Linked DNA regions of Delphinus delphis: region 1 is linked to region 2. Evidence: chromatin contacts called from public Hi-C data. All regions are on one chromosome and are shown on one strand. The core of a region is the stretch at or near the end of the contact, and the rest is flanking DNA. Distances in the headings are between cores, read along the strand shown. Region 1 holds the start of INCENP (inner centromere protein). Region 2 holds the start of TMEM258 (transmembrane protein 258).

The links. A called contact is a pair of places that touch in the nucleus more often than the background predicts.
Region 1: a contact with region 2 is called in a Hi-C map of lung, with 7 times the contacts expected there. The contact joins the promoter of INCENP here to the promoter of TMEM258 in region 2. A contact is called at or near these places in 3 of 3 Hi-C or Micro-C datasets (lung and muscle).

The regions. Positions count from the first base shown.
Region 1 is chr8:101,131,727-101,134,613 of mDelDel1.2, forward strand. It overlaps INCENP (inner centromere protein), which reads left to right and starts at 1,296. Exons shown (of 19, transcript XM_060019024.1): 1 at 1,296-1,414.
Region 2 is chr8:100,877,205-100,879,912 of mDelDel1.2, forward strand. It overlaps TMEM258 (transmembrane protein 258), which reads right to left and starts at 1,420. Exons shown (of 4, transcript XM_060019015.1): 1 at 1,351-1,420. The coding sequence starts at 1,353. FEN1 (flap structure-specific endonuclease 1) reads left to right here and starts at 1,412. Exons shown (of 2, transcript XM_060019014.1): 1 at 1,412-1,452; 2 at 2,505-2,708. The coding sequence starts at 2,523.

The DNA of each region.
Region 1 (2,887 bases), core at 46-2,545, 250 kb after region 2:
AATACTTTCAGCTTTTGTGGGCCAAGAGGCAAAATCTCGGATATTACGTAGGTACTTACCTAACAAGAGAGGAAAAAAATATCTACAGTTATAAAAATTGATGTAATTCAAAATATAGTAATAATAATTGAATATAATTTTTAAAGGTATATGCCTACTAATAACAATAGAATTCTATTTTGGGGATAAGGGTGAGGCGTGGAGGATAATATTTTCTTAACTGTGGCTCAGTTAGTGTTCCCTATCATTAAAACTCGATTGCGATGTTCATCTGTTAATGCAGATCTACAGTGAGATTTTTACCCACTTCCTTTTCGAAATGTCTTTTCACACAGATACGTACTGCCAGATGCTGATATCCGCCCCTGAGCAGATGCTTTCAATCAATCATATTCATCAGCAGGAAGACATTTGTAGAATCTGTTATATTCTTCTCTTGATATTTGTCTTTTAGCAGGTCATCACATTGCAGATTAATCACTCCCAACTGGAGATTAGGTGGAAACTCCTGGATCGCACAGTTAAATGAATTTTGAAATAATGGAAATTTCCTTTGCATTTGCATCAAAGTCTGAAAAACTATGCTGGAACTGCAGTTTGAGCTTGGAAAATATACCTCCTGCAAATTTGTGTGGGAACAGAGATCTGGATTCTTGTTTTAACATTTGACAGCGTGGGAAGCATGTAAGCAACTTGGCTTTACCTGTGACTCAAACATTGTTAATTGTCATCGAAATGATTTCACTGTATCATAAATTTTGCATGTAAGTGCTCTTTCAGTTTGTAATTTTAAGTTGAAATCATTAAGAAACATTATCAAGTCTATAGCAAGTATTATTTCTCAAAAGTGGCAGAGTCTCGTATAGAGGACAAATTGGGTGAAGTAATGGCAATGGCAAAGCATAAGACTCCCAGAAAGAGCACAACCTCCAGGTCCGCGACTTAAGGCCCCACGCACTTCCCACGTCCCCTAGGGCACTCGCAGTGCACGCTGGGACGTGTAGTTCCGGCGTGCGAGGTCCTGCGCGCGCAACCCCCACCGCGGGCGACTCACTCTCTAGGCCGCGCGCCGCCGTTCCCGGAAGCTGTTCGGGTTAAAGTTTCAAAGCTTCCTTTCCCCGCCTCTTAGTCCCGCAGATTGCCAATCCAAGTAGCCAATAGATGGCCGGACTGGTGCTTCCTTTTACTTGATTGGCTTAGGTTTCTGCAGCCGCACAGACAAACTTGCCGGGGATTGGTCGAGCCTTCAGTTTTGAAAATCGTAGGTTTGGCCCGCGCTGCACCGCCCGGTTGCTTCCTTGCAGCCGCGAGCTTTGGAGGCCGGGAGCGGTGGGACTTGGGCGGGCTGAGATTTGTGCTGGGAAGGTCGTCGGACTTGGATCGGAGCAGCACTTAGGAGACGCGGTGCAGTCGAGTGAGTGCGCGCGGGCGACCGGCGGGGGTGGGGGGGTAGTTAGCGATTTGTTACCCCTTCCTCCAGCCCCGGACCGGGGGCGTGACCCTCTACCCCCCGTTGCGGCCTGGCAGTGGATGGATCACCTCTTCCAAGTGACGAGGTGACCTGCCTTGGTCCTGGGGCCAGAGATGACCCCCACCCTCCATCCTAGAGAATAACCCCGTCCCTTCCCCCTCCCGGTGCCTAGCACCTTCTTTTGTGCCCAGGAGGCCCTTTGTTGATTTGGACGCGCAGGAAGCGCACACCGACCGGGTTGTGTGACGGAATTATGCCAGATGGCATTTCTGTACAGTTAACTCTCGCTCAACACCTCCCCCATCGGCTGAGCAACATTTTAAAGTGACCATTTCTGGAGTCCACTGCTACCCCTGATCTTGTCATTTCCCAAGCACGTTCACTGACAGTGGCCTTCTCTGGGGCGCCCAGAGCCAGAACTTGGCCCCTGCCTTCCCGAGGTTGAAATGGAATAGGCGGCAAAGCTTGTGGTTAAGAGCACAATTTACATCCAGGCCTTGCCCTTGACTTAACTTCTCTTTGCCTCGATTTGCTCATCTGCACGAGGGTCTCCTTGAGGTTGTGGTGAGAATTAAATGAGATGATGCTCCGTCCAAGCACGGAGTAGGACTCTTTAAAGAAAGCAACTGTTGTGACCCTTCTTTGCTGAGGCGAGGTCACAGTTAGGTGCCCGACTTCCTGCACCCTCAAAAGAACAGGTATTGTGAAGGAGGGCCGTGGGGCCCTCGTCTGGTGTATGATGTGAGAGAAGTATTGGGAGACGAAAATGAACAAGCACCCTTCGCCCTTGGTGGGATGTAGGGTGCTCTGGGTTTGTGCCCAGGTTCTTGCAGGGGCTGAAGAGATTTTTGCTGCTTTTCCCAGGACCCTCATTCTTACACTGATCCCTCCTTTCACAGGGTCACCTCTGATCTAATGACAATGACCCTTTTTAAATACCCAGGCTGAGGCTGCTGAAAACAAACTTCCTCGTGGAAGAAGCCCAAACACCTTTTTGCACTTTGTGAAAGAAGCTTTCGCCCACTTTGCCATTTTGAACAAATACTTTTAAAAAAAAAAGAGCAAGTTGTTGATTTCCATAGCAACAAAGTGTTTTGTCTTCCTTTAACATTTTTCTCTTTCCTAGCCTCAAACTGTGTTCCTGCCCTTAGCCAGGGCTGACTGAGCTCTGGGACAGAGGGACTGGGGGGATCCAGAAGGATGGCAGCCGAGAGGCTGTGTCGCTGACTGGCTGGCTGCAGAGCTGTCTCTACCCAAAGCCTCTGCAGTCCTGCCCGATTGGCCCTGCCCTGATGAGTTCTGCCTTTGGCATCTAGGAGTAGGCCTTTGGATGAGTAAGGCATGCCCTAACCTGTGTAGAATGAGTTCATTTGGTGTCCCTGTACGTGTGTATGTGTTGGGGTGGGAGTACCTGTA
Region 2 (2,708 bases), core at 170-2,669:
GGTGGTGCAGTGGTTAAGAATCCGCCTGCCAATGCAAGGGACACGGGTTCGAGCCCTGGTCCGGGAAGACCCCACGTGCCGTGGAGCAACTAAGCCCGTGCACCACAACTACTGAGCCTGCGCTCTAGAGCCCGCGAGCCACAACTACTGAGCCCACATGCCACAACTACTGAAACCTGCGTGCCTAGAGCCCAGGCTCTGCAACAAGAGAAGCCACCGCAATGAGAAGCCCAGGCCTTGCAACAAGGAGTAGCCCCCACTTGCTGCAACTAGAGAAAGCCCAAGCGCAGCAATGAAGACCCAAGGCAGCCAAAAATAAAATAAATTATAAGTAAGTAAACAAGTAAAAAATATTTTTTAAAAATAAAAAATAAATAAAATTCTGGCTCTACTGAATAACATGAGCCTCAGTAAAGTGATTATAATAATAACTCTCTCACGAGGCTGACGTATGATTTAAGAAAGGCGACAAACGCAATAGCGTCTAACTCACTGCCTGGCATAGAGTAGTTGCTCAATAGGTGTTTGTTTCCCTCCCAAGGTTATAGGGAAGATTATGAGATAATGCTTGTGAAAGAGGGCTGTAAACGTAAAGTTCTGTACAAATGTTAACTTCCATTGTCACCCACCAGCCAACGCTTCTAAAATCCAGAACACAACAACTCTAGAGAAGTAAATTGACCTCATTGTTCTCAGAGACACTGGAATTCAATTCAGTAAACATTTATGCCCCCCTAAAAATGATAAAGACAATCGCTGCCATTGATTGAGCCTCCAATTGCCGGCCCCAGTGTTTGGCACTGGAAATACAAAGATGAATAGACATCATCCCAGGGCCAGAGGCACGTCAGATGGTGGTCACTAGGAGGCGTGGCAAATAACAAAGAAGTCCATGACACGTGGCAAGAGGTCTGTACATAGGTTGCGGGGCTCCCAGGAGAAAGAGGACAAGTGCCCGAGACAGTTGTTAGTACTTCATCAAGAAGGTGACTTTTGCCCGGGACCGTGTAGTATGAGTACGAGTTCGGCAGGCGGGAAAAACTTTCCAGACAGGGGTAACAGATTGATCACAAGTAACAGAGATAAAAGCTCGAAGGTATTAGAAATGCTCCCCATGCTCCTCATCCTTATAAATCGTTAGATCAGAAGCCCATGCCATCAAAACCTCAGCCTAAGGAGTCCACGGCAAGGGGCTTCCCTTCCCCGCCCCTCAGCCCAAGCCGAAGGATCCAGGAGCCTCCAGCCCTCTGGACCTTGGACATCTGAGGCTTCTGCGAGAAAAAACAGGGCGCGGGACGGGCCCCGAGGGGTCCCCGAAGTCCCATCCGGAACTCCCCTCAACCCTCTCACCATTTTGCCGGACACAGGGTAATCCGCCGCTCAGCCACCGGAAGAACACGTCGGCAGGAGCAGGCGCGCTGTTCAGCCGGAAGAGGAAGTGCAGCTGCACAGGTGGCATTGTGGGATTTGTAGTCGTGTGGTTTCGGGTGTGGCGGGATCTGAGGCCTGCGGGGCGACCGGGGTGGAGTGGGGGCAAGCGGTAGAGAAGGGTAGGGTCGGCTCGCTGAGCGAGTCCGTTCACCCTGGCGGGACTGTTTGTCGTGAGAGAAGCTGGCCGAGAGGGCCGGGGCATGTACTACACTTCCCAGGAGGCTGTGCGCCGCAGCAGGTCACGTGACGGGAGCGCGGGCTTTGGAAGGCGGCGGAGCTAGAGTGTATCAGCGGCTAGTGCGGAGGAGGCGGCGGGGCTGAGGACCGAGTTGGGCTGAGATCTGTCCTGGGCCACGCCGGAGCGCTCCAGAGGCCAGGTGAGCCCTTCCGGAAGCGTCTCCGAGAGCGGCGGGCCGTTTTGCCCCGGGTGCTGGGGAAGGCCGGCGGCTGCCGGGGGCGGGGCGGAGCGAGCGCGGGATTCGCGGTCAGGCGGGCCCGCCACTTTTCCCGCTCTGAGCCCGGGGCCGGTCGCTTAACTTCCGAGCCTCTTTCATCATTTGTAGAAAGAAGATAATTCCCAGCTCATGAGGTCGTTGTGTATTGTGACTAAGCTCCTGGAGGGGAGACATTGTTTTGAGCTACACTCGTTCACATCCCTTTCCTGCCTGCGTTTGTCGGACGCAGGGGGAGGATGCCCCGGCTAACGAGGCATTGTCCCCTCGGTACACGTTCTAGCAAAGCAGGCAGCTTGAGGCACGAGCCAAAGGATCGAGTGGGTTCTGCAGGGAAAACGTTTACGGAGCACTTAATCTTTGTCGGGGTTTTTGTCTGTTAGTTAACTCTCAGGAGGCCTTAGTATGAATTGAGAGGACTTCCTTACTAGACTGTACGTTTCCTGACGATGGGAGCCTGTCTTGTTCTTTTCATCTTCCGAGGTGCTGACTTGGTGTCGTTTTGTTGCGCTAGATACGTTTAGCCGAGGCCGTGAAGTGGGTGAGACAGCACCCCTGGTGACCCTTCCTCCTTTTGCATCCTTTAAGTTCCTCCTTGTCTTACCTGCCTTTCTCTTTTAGCTGTCCCTCTGTATTGCTATGGGAATTCAAGGACTGGCCAAACTGATTGCCGACGTGGCCCCCAGTGCCATCCGGGAGAATGACATCAAGAGCTACTTTGGCCGCAAGGTGGCTATCGATGCCTCCATGAGCATTTATCAGTTCCTAATAGCTGTTCGCCAAGGGGGGGATGTGCTGCAGAATGAGGAGGGTGAGACCACCAGC